Linked DNA regions of Ovis aries: regions 2 and 3 are each linked to region 1. A link is a contact called in public Hi-C data. All regions are on one chromosome and are shown on one strand. Each heading gives the region's core, a stretch centred on a gene start, on an enhancer-like site or on the middle of the called end of the contact. The rest is flanking DNA. Distances are from core to core; before and after follow the strand shown.

Evidence for each region. A called contact is a pair of places that touch in the nucleus more often than the background predicts.
Region 2: a Hi-C map of tail adipose tissue shows a contact between it and region 1, with 5 times the contacts expected there. The contact joins two enhancer-like sites. A contact is called at or near these places in 11 of 16 Hi-C or Micro-C datasets (blood, hypothalamus, liver and 6 more).
Region 3: a contact with region 1 is called in a Hi-C map of tail adipose tissue, with 3 times the contacts expected there. The contact joins two enhancer-like sites. A contact is called at or near these places in 6 of 16 Hi-C or Micro-C datasets (blood and tail adipose tissue).

Annotation. Positions count from the first base shown.
Region 1 is chr3:35,397,594-35,402,324 of ARS-UI_Ramb_v3.0, forward strand. It overlaps LOC121819020 (a long non-coding RNA gene), which reads right to left. Exons shown (of 6, transcript XR_009599790.1): 2 at 2,137-2,279; 3 at 1,325-1,417. The region is part of intron 1 of LOC114113587 (a long non-coding RNA gene); the gene reads left to right. Among named protein-coding and RNA genes, the nearest start is that of PLB1, 39 kb to the right of the region's middle. Within about 2 kb of position 2,323, at least 7 of the 54 cell types and tissues checked have an H3K27ac peak or open chromatin away from gene starts, as enhancers often do. A contact at or near this core is called in tail adipose tissue, where this site is marked.
Region 2 is chr3:34,714,531-34,719,261 of ARS-UI_Ramb_v3.0, forward strand. The region is part of intron 13 of SLC4A1AP (solute carrier family 4 member 1 adaptor protein); the gene reads left to right. Among named protein-coding and RNA genes, the nearest start is that of SLC4A1AP, 29 kb to the left of the region's middle. Within about 2 kb of position 2,666, at least 18 of the 54 cell types and tissues checked have an H3K27ac peak or open chromatin away from gene starts, as enhancers often do. A contact at or near this core is called in tail adipose tissue, where this site is marked.
Region 3 is chr3:34,760,796-34,765,526 of ARS-UI_Ramb_v3.0, forward strand. SLC4A1AP (solute carrier family 4 member 1 adaptor protein) reads left to right here. Exons shown (of 15, transcript XM_042245922.1): 15 at 1-1,137. Among named protein-coding and RNA genes, the nearest start is that of MRPL33, 15 kb to the right of the region's middle. Within about 2 kb of position 2,501, at least 9 of the 54 cell types and tissues checked have an H3K27ac peak or open chromatin away from gene starts, as enhancers often do. A contact at or near this core is called in tail adipose tissue, where this site is marked.

The DNA.
Region 1 (4,731 bases), core at 1,073-3,572:
GGGGCTCTTACTCATCCCGAAGTCATCAGTCATGTTTCCAGGAGTATGAGTAATTCAGGGGGGGAGGGGGAGGGGAGAGGACTGGCGATTGTGGGGGTGGGATGATGTTGAAGAGGCAACGTGGCCCAGAATGAGCCCTCATCCCTCTTATTCCAAAGCTAGAAATGTTACTTGTTTTGAGAAGTAATGCATCCTTAATCTGCAAAGTGTGGTGTGGTATGGTGTGTGTGTGTGTGTGTGTGTGTGTGTGTGTGTGTAATGCTGACAGTTTAAGGAAATTGGAACCCAAAGCAATAAGGACGTCTCCCTTCCTTCCAAGGCAGCTGAGAAAGTGTGGTAGCCCAGAGAAGGGTTGCCAGTGGGATACCTCTAGGACTTATTGATAAAATATGAACTTGCATTGTTCTAACACATTATCCCATGTGTCTCTCTGAGGGGAATGTAAGCTCAGAGAAGTCTTGTGAATTGCCCACCACTGGAGACTATCAGAGCTGGAAATAGAACCTGGGTCCCCACACTAGTCCAGTACCCACCTCTCTGGACTGTGAGATCTGGTCTATGCAAGCCCCTGGACTTGTTTCCACTGCCTGACCAGCTTCCATAGCTGGGTCAGCCTGGACCCGATGGTTGTCCTCACCCTTTCCTACATCACATTCTCACAGAGGTCCTGTCAGTGGGTACTGCTGATGAGGTTCAAGTCCAAATTGTTTCTCCCTCTTCCTGCTTTAGGGCCTGGCTGCCCCAGAAGAGGGTGAAACCTCTCCTGAGGCAGTAACAGGTGGAAAATCAGGAGACCACCTGTGGGATGGAGAGCTGGTCAGCTGGTCAGGCTGGACTGCAAGAGGTGCCCACGGAAGGGTCCTTCTGGCCCAAACCTGAGGAGTCAAGTACAGCGGTCAGGCATTTGGGCTATGGATCGGCTGAGGAAACTGACGTCTTAACCCTGTATCTGAGTTTCTTAGTTTCCTGGCACACTCCTCTCCCCAGAGTGAAAATGGATGGAATACATGGAATACATTCTTAATACCCTGGAAGAGGAAATCCTGCAGGAGATACACCTGGAAAAGGAACTCCCACTAGGTGAGCAGGCTTCCCAAGTGGACTAGCAGTAAAGAACCTGCCTGCAAATGTAGGAGACATAAGGAACCAGGGTTCAATCCCTGGGTCGGGAAGATCCCTGGAGGAGGGCATGGAAACCCACTCCAGTATTCTTGCCTAGAGAATCCCATGGACAGAGGAGCCTGGCAAGCTGCAGTCCATAGGGTTACAAAGAGTCAGGCACGACTGAAGCGACTTAGCACACATGTGCTTGGTGAGTACTTACCGTGTTCCCAGACATTGCGCTGTTTCACATGTATTATCTCTTTGGATCTTCACAAAAGCTCCCTGTGAGACAGGCAGTATGATCCTCATTATACTGTGAAGAAGCAGAGGCATCAGAGCCTATGTAACTTGAGCTACATCACCCAACTAGTAAGTGAGGGAGGCAAATTTGAATTCCGATCTGACAGTTCAGTGCCTATTCCACAGAGTCATCCTGCCTTAGACAGTCTACAACAGGAAATACATCCTAAACCACCTCGTCTCAGGGGCTAACCTCAGATGGCAATCAAAGAGAAAGCTGTTGTCACAGGAGAACGCCTTCTTGAGACCAGAGCCTCTTATCAGCTGAATTGGGTTCCCCTTAAATTCATAACTCCAGGAGATAGTGAAGGACAAAGAAGCCTGGCGTGCTGCAGTCCATGGTGTCACAAAGAGACAAGACTTAGCAACTGAACAACACCAAGATTCATAAATATTGAACTCCTAATATGATTGAATTTGGAGACACGCTCTTTAAATAGGTAATTAAGCTAAAATGAGGTCATATGGGTGGGCTTTCATCAATGTGACCGGTGTCCTTAGAAAAAGAGGAGGTCGGGACACAGACACACACACAGGGAAGACCATGTGAAGTCACAGGGAGAAGACGGCTGTCTGCAAGGCAAGGAAAGAGGCTTCAGAAGAAACCAGCCTGCAGACCCGTTGGTCTTAGACTTCCTGCCTTGAGAATCGTTTCTGTTTAAGCTGCTCCATCTATGACACTTGGTTATGGCAGCCCCAGTAAATTAATTCAGAACCTCCTGTAAAATTCACCTCTGTGTTCTCTGCACACGGTAGGCGCTGCATCCATGTTGGCTGATGGGCAGGAGGAAGGAAATGCCGCTCCAATAGGCAGAGAGAATTCAAATTTTGACTTTTGCAACCAGCCTCTATCCTTCTGTTGAAACTTCCTGTTTCTGAAGAACAGAGATTTTTACAGATCCCAGAGGGCATCCAGTAAACCCAGCAGTGATTACCAAATAATTCTGGTTTTGATGAGCTCAGTGGGTATGAATCAGAAGCAGACAGAGAAGTGTTTCCCTTGAAATACACTCAAGGTTAAGTGTTAGAGGGAGAAACAAAAATATGTTTGGGAATTTGTTGCCAGCCAGGAAATATGGGCAGTGTTGACACCCCAGGCCAGGTGGAAAAGGTCTTTCCTTCCTTCTGTGCAGAACAGAAGCCACCATGGGCCTGGGCAAGCCTGATGCTGATGTTGTTGTCCATTCCAGGGCCTGTCCTTGTGGTTCTCACCCAGGTCTCCTTTTTGAAAAAGGAATTTCTGGGTTAAGAGTCCCTCCTGCAAGCCCCATTATCTTAGTAGGCTGTGGCCTACAGCAGTGGTCCCCAATATTTTTGGCACCAGGGACCAATTTCGTGGAAGACAGTTTTTCCATGGACTGGGGGTAGGGATGGTCTTGAGATGATTCAAGCCCATTGCACTTATTGTGCACTTTATTACAGGCTTCCCTGGTGGCTCAGCTGGTAAAGAATCCACCTGCAGTGCAGAAGACCACCTGCAACACAGGAGATGATGGTTCAATCCCCTGGGTCAGGAAGATCCCCTGGAGAAAGAAATGGCTAGCCACTCCAGTGTTCTTGCCTGGGAAACCCCATGGACAGAGGAACCTGGTGGGCTATGGTCCATGGGGCCGCAAGGGTTGGAGTCGACTGAACAACTAAACCACCACCCTCTTATTTCTATTATTGTTACATTGGCTCCACCTCAGATCACCAGACATTAGATTCTGGAGGCTGGGGACCCCTGACCAGAGGATAACCTGGCTCCAGCTCCCCCAGGAGAGAGTCCTGGTAACTTCCCCAGAGGTGTAGAGGTTTGGGATAGGGAGGCACTATGGGGTCCTCACAGCTAGGAGTCCCCTAGACCCTGACTTGGGGAGCCAGGGCTCTGGGTCCTGTGATGGGATCAGAAGGGGCATGGGTGAGAAGGTTGAGGCAGGGAAGGTCACACATCATGGTGAAGCCTGGCTGTTGTTAAGTGCAGCCTGTGAAGCTTCCGTACCTGGGGAGGAGCTGTGAAAAATCATAGAAAGTGAGTTCAAGCAGGAGGTCCTAGGAAGGCCTTGTGGTAGTCGGATTTGGAAGTGGGGCTTGTGTGAAAGCTTCTGGTTTCTCAAAGCAGTGATCCTTGTACTTCTAAGTGTCCTGGGGACTACTGGCTGGCTTCCCAGGAGGTGCTAGTGGTGAAGAACCTGCCTGCCAGTGCAGGAGACATAAGAGACATGGGTTCGATCCCTGGGTTGGGAAGATCCCCTGGAGAGGGAAATGGTAACCCACTCTGGTGTTCTTGCCTAGAAAATCCCATGGACAGAGAAGCCTAGTGAGCTGCAGTCCATAAAGTTGCAAAGAGTCGGACATGACTTAAAGTGACTTAGCATGCAAGAGCTCAGAAGGCCTGGCTTCTGATTTTGGCTCTGCCACTTATTGGCTGTGGGATGTGGGCAAGCTTCAATGCCTGTGGCACCTCAGACCTTACATTCATCCACAGGGGAAATCGGATCTACCTCTGAGGGCCACTGGAGGGTAGCAGGGGGGGATGTGTGATGAAACCTCCAACGCAGGCCTGACCCCGTGAGAGCACCATACTGAGGCCAGTCTCTTCTGAGCAAGCCAGTCACCTATCTATCAGAGTCACTTGCCCATATTAGACATGGGGTCTCCTCTCCCAAGAGGGGTCCTGATCCAAGCTCTCCTGGGTTTACATCTTCCAAGGACCTTGATGCCTGGAAAGAGCATCTCAGCTCCTTCAGGATCGGCTGTGCTTAGGTCTTCAAGCTCTTTTCTCACCACCGTCCCCTACACCCTTCTCAGGAACTTACAGCTCACCAAACCTCCCCCACCCTGCAACCTCCGTGCCTGCCAGCACGGTGCTCCTTCCTCTGCCTGTAACTCCCTTCCCCCTCCCTCTGTCTGTCTGGCGACAGACACTACTCCTCCCACACCACGTGTCCTCCCCACCCTCCCCTTCCCCCCTGGGGGGCAGTCTTCCCTGCCACTCCCTCAATGCCACCCCTGCCCTCCAGCCCCATCTCCCTCTGCCCCCTGCAAACCTACACTCTGCAGTGGAACCGTCTTTCCTTCGAGGCCACCAGCTCCCAATGTCTTAGTTCTCGCTCCCTCCCCGCTGCCTAGTCCAGTGTCTAAAACAGGATAACAGCTCCATCGATGTGTATTGAAAGACTTAATGACTTACTAAATGAATGACTTCTCCTGGGTATGGGGGCCAGACTCATGAATGAGTCACAGGGCCTTGCCCCCACCCACTGACCCAGGTTTAACACTCCCCATGATAACATCACTAGTTACCCTTAATTCTCAGAATCACCCATGCCTTCTTTCTTCTCCTTT
Region 2 (4,731 bases), core at 1,416-3,915, 680 kb before region 1:
AAGCCAGGCTTCAGCAATACGTGATCCGTGAACTTCCTGATGTTCAAGCTGGTTTTAGAAAAGGCAGAGGAACCAGAGATCAAATTGCCAACATCCTCTGGATCATCAGAAAAGCGAGAGAGTTCCAGAAAGCCATCTATTTCTGCTTTATTGACTATGCCAAAGCCTTTGACTGTGTGGATCACAATAAACTGTGGAAAATTCTGAGAAAGATGGGAATACTAGGAGCACCTGACCTGCCGCTTGAGAAATCTGTATGCAGGTCAGGAAGCAACAGTTAGAACTGGACATGGAACAACAGACTGGTTCCAAATAGGAAAAGGAGTACGTCAAGGCTGTATATTGTCACCCTGCTTATTTAACTTCTGTGCAGAGTACATCATGAGAAACGCTGGGCTGGAAGAAACAAGCTGGAATCGAGATTGCCGGGAGAAATATCAATAACCTCAGATATGCAGATGACACCACCCTTATGGCAGAAAATGAAGAGGAACTCAAGAGCCTCTTGATGAAAGTGAAAGAGGAGAGTGAAAAAGTTGGCTTAGAGCTCAACATTCAGAAAATGAAGATCATGGCATCCGGTCCCATCACTTCATGGGAAATAGATGGGAAACAGTGAAAACAGTGTCAGACTTTATTTTTGAGGACTCCGAAATCACTGCAGATGGTGACTGCAGCCATGAAATTAAAAGATGCTTACTCCTTGGAAGGAAAGTTATGACGAACCTAGACAACATATTCAAAAGCAGAGACATTACTTTGCCGACTAAGTTCCATCTAGTCAATGCTATGGTTTTTCCAGTAGTCATGTATGGATGTGAGAGTTGGACTGTGAAGAAGGCTGAGTGCTGAAGAATTGATGCGTTTGAACTGTGGTGTTGGAGAAGACTCTTGAGAGTCCGTTGGACTGCAAGGAGATCCAAGCAGTCCATTCTGAAGGAGATCAACCCTGGGATTTCTTTGGAAGGAATGATGCTAAAGCTGAAACTCCGGTACTTTGGCCACCTCATGCAAAGAGTTGACTCATTGGAAAAGACTCTGATGCTGGGAGGGATTGGGGGCAGGAGGAGAAGGGGACGACAGGATGAGACGGCTGGATGGCATCACTGACTCGATGGACGTGAGTCTGAGTGAACTCCGGGAGTTGGTGATGGACAGGGAGGCCTGGTGTGCTGCGATTCATGGGGTCGCAAAGAGTCGGACATGACTGAGCAACTGAACTGAACTGAACTGAACTGAAGCACCTGGGCATGCAGCATGCAATGTCCTCCTGGCTTGTGTCTACTGGGTAAAGTCCTACTCATTTTTCAAAAGTTCAGCCTGAGTCTCACTATCTTCAGGAAACCTTGATCATCCTGATTGTCACTAAACCCCCCTCTCCCCAGCAGCCCTACACACTGTATTTCTGCTTCTGTGATGGGTCTTGCTTGGATGGCCTGACAGCTGTTAATTATGTGTGTGCTTGGGCCATTTACGTTTGTAAGCATTATGAGTTGAGGGCAGGAACTATCTTATTTTGTACTCCACCTGCACCTCATGGAACCTACCAGTTCACAAAATAGGTGCTCAGCTAACTTGCTTCACATGACTGAGGGTTGGAGGGCAAGTTCACGGCCTGGCCCTTCTTAGCATTGGGTTTTCCAGGCAGAAATGGGGCCTTAGAGCTCTTTGTTTCTAGAATTTTTCCAGACAAGCTGGATAATCTCAGCACCTACCATTTTAGCAGTGTTAACTCAGGCAGAGGCCTGGATTCGTGTCCTACTTGGGGCAAAATCAGGCAGAGCTACCCCTTCCCATCAAGGAGCTCTGGGTTACAGCAGCTGGCTTTAATTTGGGTTTTAAGTCCTCCGCTGGCCCTGGAAAATCTTGATCTGGAGGGTTGGCTCTGGTTTCCTCAGGCTGTCACGCACAGCCCTCCAAAAGTCAATGCAACTATGTCAGGGAGTGACCACAAGAGGGCAGTAAAGCTCCATCGCTATATAGGAGTTGACTGCCAGAAGCAAACGTTTCAAAGCAGAAGATCCTCAACTCCTCCACAATCAGGATTCTGAAAGACTTCAGGGCACCAAGCTGGTTCAGGGCACCAGAGCCTTCCCAGGCCTAAGACCCAGTAGCAGCAAATTAGGGACACTGACAAGCTCCCCAAATCTCTTCCCAGCCTGTTATTTCTGGTGCTTTGTTTAACCTGGAGAAAGTCATTCTCCAGTCTTAATGCAAATATTCTATGGAGGAGTTTGCTGCTGCTGCTATCTGTCTTAAAGGTAAAAAGAGGAGCTATTATCACCTTTTGTCTAAGGAAACTGAGGCTCAGAAAATGAAGCAACTCGCTCAAAGGCATGCCAAGTTCATGGTGGAACCATAATTCCAGATTCTTTGCTTATTCCTTTTAGTTTTCAGTTGTTTATGTTTGTAAGGTTTGTGAGTTTCTCGAGCAAAGACTCCAGCTCATTTGTCTTTTTGTCTCTGTGTGCTGCTCCCTTAACCTTTAGGACTGTGAATGGGTGTGCTGTATAAGACTCTGTCCCTTAGGAGTTGGATTCTATGACGTCTCTTATCCCCTCTGTTTTAGTAATTCTGTGATTTGGAGGCACAGCCCTAACAACGACAGTGGTGGCCCTGAGTGATCCTACTGGCTGAACATTTCAACAAAGGCAGCCACTTGGCTGCCAGCCTGTGACAATCCATCATTAGTAATGCAGGGAGGGCGGAGGACAGTTGGACAGTTTCTCAAAGTGTGCACCAGCATCGCTGGCATTATGAAAGTTGACTTTGGGGGAGGAGAACGAACATGTTTAATTTTAGCAGTTGTGAATATAAATACATGCATTATTTATACATACATACACGTATGTAATGTTGCATAGAATGAGGTCAACTTTTAAGGTGAGTTTATTTAAAGAAGAACATTAAGTAACAATATGGTGGAATGAAACAGGTATACCAAGGAGTGAAATTCAAGGAACTATGGTGGGACTTCCCTGGTGGTCCAGTAGCTAAGACTGCGCTCCCAGGGCAGGGGGTCCAGGTTTGATCCCCGGTCAGGGAACTAGATCCCAGACTACAACTAAGATCCCACATGCCTCAGCTAAAAGATTCTGCCTGCTGCAATGAAGACTGAAGATCCCACATGCAGCAACTAAGACCTGGCGCAGCCAAATAAATACATTTTTTAAAAAAGAACTGTGATGAGGTGGGAAGATGCTGTAGTCACAAAACTATCTCATATTTGGCTCTGTGACCCTTAAGCCATGAAGCCCTAAGTTGCTGACCTTAAACAAGTCTTGGTTTTCTCATCTGTAAAGTCAGAGAAGAATTCTTGCCCTCCTTAACTCAAATGAGAACAAAGGAAAGCACAGTGAAGTCTGGAAAGTGTCCAGTGGTGCTGTATCACGATTCCCACTTGCACCCGGCTCTCCCTGGGACCTCCTCTTTACCACCACAGAGGGGGCCCCTCAACTAGCATCCGCTTCCCAGATCCCAAGGACTGAGTCCAGTTCTGCTTGTTGTTCACACCTGGGCCTGCCATTCTGAGGAGGAGGAGGAAGGAGGGGCTGGAGAAACCCTGGAATCAATCCGGGAACAAGTCCCAACACGTCACTGTTTGCTTTGTCATCCTGATTCAATGACCTCATACAAGGAGGGGAGGGAGCAGAAGGAGCTGTTCTCTCCCAGATACCTAAGGAGGCTTCTGACATCTCCTGTTTTCCTTGTCATGAGAAGAGCAGGCGCCAGGCTGCGATTTTTAAGGTCTAAGCTAATGCTGGAAGTGAAGGAGAACAGCACCTCCCATAATTGGCCAGACTCTGCTTCTTGGGGAGCTGCCTGGAGCAGAGGGGCAAAGGTGGCTGCAATGGGCATCGGAATCCAGGCTGTTGCCCTACTCCCCGGAGGGGTCGAGAATACACAGCCTTGTCCCCGGGTTCTAAGCAATCTCAGCGCTACTTGGGTGAACCCTAAGGATTGGCAGTTAGCTGTCCCTGAGGCTAGGACAGCTCCTGGACTGGTTATTCATCTGGTCCCCAAGGGGCAGCCACTAGAGTTGACAGAGGCTTCAGTGACCCCAGTGTCATCATCCTTATATACCCTGCACCTTCACGTACAGTATCCAGTGAATACTTTCTGAGCATCTACTGTGTACCAGGCCTTTTGGGGAAATGAAACAGCTGTGTGTATCAAAAGGCTACACAGGACCTTAGACTCACCTTCTCACCATGGAGATTGCTGTTGTTGTCCTTACCATCTTCTCTGGTGGCTCAGACAGTAAAAGTCTACCTGCAATATAGGAGACCCAGGTTTGATCCCTGCATCGGGAAGACCTCCTGGAGAAAGGAAACGCAACCCGTTCCAGTATTTTCGCCTGGAGAATTCCACGATGGAGAAGCCTGGTGGGCTATAGTCCATGGGGTTGAAAAGAGTCAGACACGACTGAGTGACTAACACACACACACACACACCAATCTCTTCTGCTACCCTGAACTTAATTAATATTTAAAAGAATTATCTTGTCAGCCAAACAAACTGCATTTGTAAGGTGTTCATTTCCAAGTTTTTTGTAATCAGACATTTATGTAACTGCAAATAAGTGCTTCTGATCAACACAAGATAATAACATTATGACACTGAGTATCTAGTCACACAAAAGCAAAGAGATTCAGCATTTTTGCTATCCTGTTTATCCTGGTTGGGCTTTTTAAAACTTGAAAAGTAGCTGGAAGTCCACCTGGGGAATCA
Region 3 (4,731 bases), core at 1,251-3,750, 640 kb before region 1:
CACTCTTGCTCACAGGACCATCTCCTGTCCCTGTCCCCGCTGTGAGCTCCTATGTGTCCCCTGTCCCTCTCTGTGGGGTTGCCTGATTCACAGGCTCTTGATAACGCCCCATCCTTCTGAGAAGGGGTGAAGGGTGATGTGTCAGGGTGACTTTCTAGGTGCACCAGCGAGGGGCTTGGTGACCAAATGGGGGAGCCCCATGAACACAGTGAAGCCCTGTCCTAGTGTTTTCATGTGGACCTCATGGCTCTCCCAGGAGCACACCTGATTGTGGATGATCTTGTGCTCATTGGTACCTGCGGGGGCCCAGCATTTAACCAGCAGCTGGAAAATCTCCTGTGTGTAGCAGGCTGAAAAAAAGGAAAAATGCCTCTTGCCCCTTTGAGATAATGATAAGAAATTCAAGGTGAGTATTGCATTGTAGGAGTAGAGCCCTAAGGGGCATCCCTGGTGGTCCAGTGGTTAAGAATCTGCTGACCAATGCAAGGGACATGGCTTCGATTGAGGATTCCCCGGTCCCACATGGGCAGTTAAGCCCACACACTGCAACTAAGACTCAGTGCAACCAAAAAAAAAGTAGAGCCCCCTGAATCAGAAAGGTGGATTGAAGAATTTTAATCTCTCAGGACCTGGGTGTCAGCAGGAGAACATGGCTGAGCTTTCAAGTCCTGAAGGGCTCTGAGAATGTGGGCAGTTCTGGAAGTCAGTTAAAGAAGATAGTGCCTTCAGCAAAGTCACAGGTGCCAGATAAATAGCACAGGTGTCTGTTAAATTAGTGTCAGGCTCAGAGAGAGACTCATCATGAGGTTTCCAGAGTCCAGGAAAAGCCTAAAAACTGCAGGACATCACGTATTGCTGGCAGCCTTTGGATTAAAAACCAAAAAAGGTGGTTCTTAAACAAGGTCCCAGAGAGAGCAGGAGCCATTGATGATCCTTCATCAGCTAAAGCTCAGTGAGGCTGCACTTCTCAGCTGCAAGTGACCCAGGAAGCTGGACTCTTCTTGGACTGAGCATTGGTGGAACTACAGGTAGATAAAGAATATGTGTGTATTCCAAACTCATCAAGTTGTGGACATGAAGTATCTTCAGCTTTTTGTGTGTCACTCATACCTCAATAAAATGATTGTTTAAAAAGAATATGTATGTGGATTTGTGGGCAGCTCTAGCTTCTGTTGTCGTTGTTCAGTCACTCAGCCTTGTCTGACTCTGCCACCCCATGGACTGCAGCACTCCAGGCTTCCCTATCCTTCACTGTCTCCCAGAGTTTGCTCAAACTCATGTCCGTTGAGTCAGTGATGCCATCCAGCCATCTCATCTGTCACCCCCTTCTCCTCATGCCTTCAATCTTTCCCAACATTAGGGTTTTTTCAAATGAGTCTACTCTTCGCATCAGATGGCCAAAGTATTGGAGCTTCAGCGTCAGTCCTTCCAATGAATATTTAGGGTTGATTTCCTTTAGGATTGACTGGTTTGATCACCTTGCTGTCCAAGGGACTCTCAAGAGTCTTCTCTAGCACCACAGTTCAAAAGCATCAGTTTTTCAGTGCTCAGTTTTATGGTCCAAATCTCAATATACCCTTTAAATCAGCATACATTGTCAGTAGTTATTGATCTCCACCCAGTGCCCTGGAGTCCCATGCTCATACCTTCAGCTGATGGATGCTTTCTTTGTGCATCTTGGACCCCCACAGTGGGCCTGGTAGTTGAGTTCAACCTGGAAGCTGACGACCTGCCTTAGTGGACCTGAGACTTTCCAGTATTCCAGGGACTTGAAGGCTGGGGGAAGAGCCAGGCATTGGTTAGGCTTTCTGGGACTGCTCCAGAATGGGTCCCTCCCTTCCCCAGTCTGCTCCTGTCCAGCTCAGTCTAAAATTGGCCTGCTCTCCTGCAAGACTTGGATTAAGGGATTCTTCTGCACAGGTTCAGAATGGATCTCAACCTCACTCATTAGAATCTCCTAAGCATCCTACTCTCCATCTTAAATGACTTTACAGATCTCAGAGCACTCATTTCTGGTGGTGTCTTCCATTCAAAGATTCCTCAAGTCCAAATACTTTGGTCCTTTGTTTCTGAGGTTGTGCAAGGAGAGGAGATGTGAGCTTTAGACTGAGCAAGCTGATGCAATCTAGCTGTGGGCTCTTTGGCAAGTCATTTTGCTTCTCTGGGCCTCAATTTTATCATCTGTAAAATGGGAATGTTGGTTCAGGTGCCCTCTGAGGTCTTCCAGCCCTAACATTCTGAGATTCTAGACCCCACTTTGACCAAAAGAGAAGGCTCAGAAGTCCTGTTCATCACTGCATGATGTCCAGGTGGAGGTAGAAAGGGCTGCGTGTAGTGTTAGGACAGCTGGGAGGACTCCGGGCCCGAAATGTGCTTTCCCTTCATGGACTTGGATTGGGAGTGCCTGTTGGGTGGGGCCTGGCTGGAAGGAGTGAGACAGTCTCTTCCAGACGTCCCCCTGCCTGAGTGGTTGCCTCACAGGCTGTTACGTAGCTCTCCCTACCACTTTCCAGGGTGGGGCGGGGAAGGGCAGCTGGGGAGCAACTGATGCAATAGGCAAGCTCAAGCCTGTGTTCTTCGAAGACTAACTAAGCAAAAGTCGGCTGGCTGGGCTGGGCCGACCTGGGCAACAGCTTCAGGGCCCTACTCTTCGCAGGGTTTCAGCTTCTTCTTCTCTGCCTGTAATTGAAATGGGGTTCATTCTCTGGTCACCAGAGCCAGTAATTGACACTATGTATTATATGTTTACTCCTGGAGCTCTTTAATCTTATAGCTTAAGAGAATATCCTTCCTTGCTAGGAATGGGGACATGCACGAGTACACATAAACAGTGTAAGGACACACACACCCGGTGTGGGGACATGCGTGAGTACACACATATACAGTGCAGGGACATGCATGAATATGCATGCACACCCGCATAGTGGGGTCCTCCAGAAGTAGGATAATTGTTTTGAGAATCTGCTCCCACCAGACCAGCTCTTCCAGGAGGAAGTGGATCCAGTCAAAAGGACCAGAGAGCATCAGAAGATGGGGAAATTTCCTCTGTATAGCCAAAGCCTCCAAATATGCCCCAAGGGATGCCATTTCTATTCAAGGCCCATCTATCAAATATAAATGAGTCTCTGGGCTACTTTCCATCTCCCAGGGATCTGGATGCCCAGAACACAATAACTAGTCTTTTAAGTTAGTGAGAAGGAAAAAAAAAATGGAAGTGCATCAAGTTCTCAACAGAAGGAAAATGGCTAAATATTGCACTCAAACTATGCCTCCATCATAAATTCCAAGGAACTTTGTCTTACTAAACCCATGCTTCAAGGTTCTGTATTTCCTGCAAAAGTCTCAAGAAGGAAAGCTGAAGTCCAGTTGGGCTCTATGTCCCTTGTAATTATCATAATTTGCTTTGTACTTACTATGTTTCAGGTCCTATGCTAAATGATTTATGTGAATTATCACATTTCATTCTCACAAAAACCCTGTGAGGTAGGCTACTATAGTCCCCATTTTACAGATGCAGAAACTGAGGCACAGAAGTTTAAGTAAACTTGGCCAAGGACACAGGGCTAGTAAGTGGTAGAGTCAAGGTGTTAACCTGATTCTCCTGACTCCAGGGCCTAGGCTCATAACAATCTGAAAAACCCACATGTACAAATAGACAGTTTAAGTGGCATAGAATCCTTCAGATTACAAAAGGATTCATCAGAATGTTCTCTAAATCCCAAATTCCTCTATAGCTTTAGTTGATAAAATCCATACTTTTATTTTCCAGGGTTTATGTCCACATTTTTAGGAAGGTATATTTTTTTCTTTTTTAAAAAGTTACCCATGTTTATGCTGGCTCTTTGTTGCTGCACAGGCTTTTCTCTAGCTGTGGCGAGTGGGGCTACTCTGTAGCTGTGGTGTGCGGGCTCTCGTTGTGGCTCCCAGGCCCTAGAGTGCAGGCTCAGTAGTTGTGGTACATAGGTTTAGTTGGTCTGCGGCCTGTGGAATCTTCCCAGACCGGGGATCAAATCCATGTTCCCTGCATTGGCAGGCAGATTCTTATCTACTGTACCACCAGGGGAGTCTAGGAACATATTTTTTAATCTAACACACAGACTTTTGCTCTTTGGGAAGTGTCACTCCTAGACTTTCATCAAATCAGTTCATTCTGTTAATAGTTAACAACTGACTTGCTGTCTTATTGGCACTGAATACATTTAGAAAGGAGCTTTGGACAAGGTAGTTCTAATTTAAGTATGAATTGTATAATTATACATTTGTATATATTCACACATAATCAAATTTAATCAAATGGACAGCCTGAAAGAGTGAAATTGGAGTGTTTTCATGGTGGAGCAGGAGTTGGGGGCTTTCTTCTTGATTTGGCCATCATCTTGATTTATAGATGTTTTATCTCATTAACCTTAATGTCATGGAGCTAATTAGTAACTCTGAAAACTGCAAAACACACTTGAAGCAGTCCTGTAACTCTTTAACTTCACCATGCACCAGATTAGACTGGACTCAGTTATTCTGAATCACAGAAGACATCTTTCAAAAGGTTTTGCCTCCTTCATTTGGAATGGCTTACTGCCATGAAAATCAAGCTGGATATGGATCCCAATTTTCCCTTTTGGCTGCACATCACATTACATCAAAACCGTCTGAATCTTTCAGATCCCTTGCTTCACAGAGAGACAGACATATACAGATTGCTGTGATTACCTCTGTTTGGGTTAAGTAGTCCCA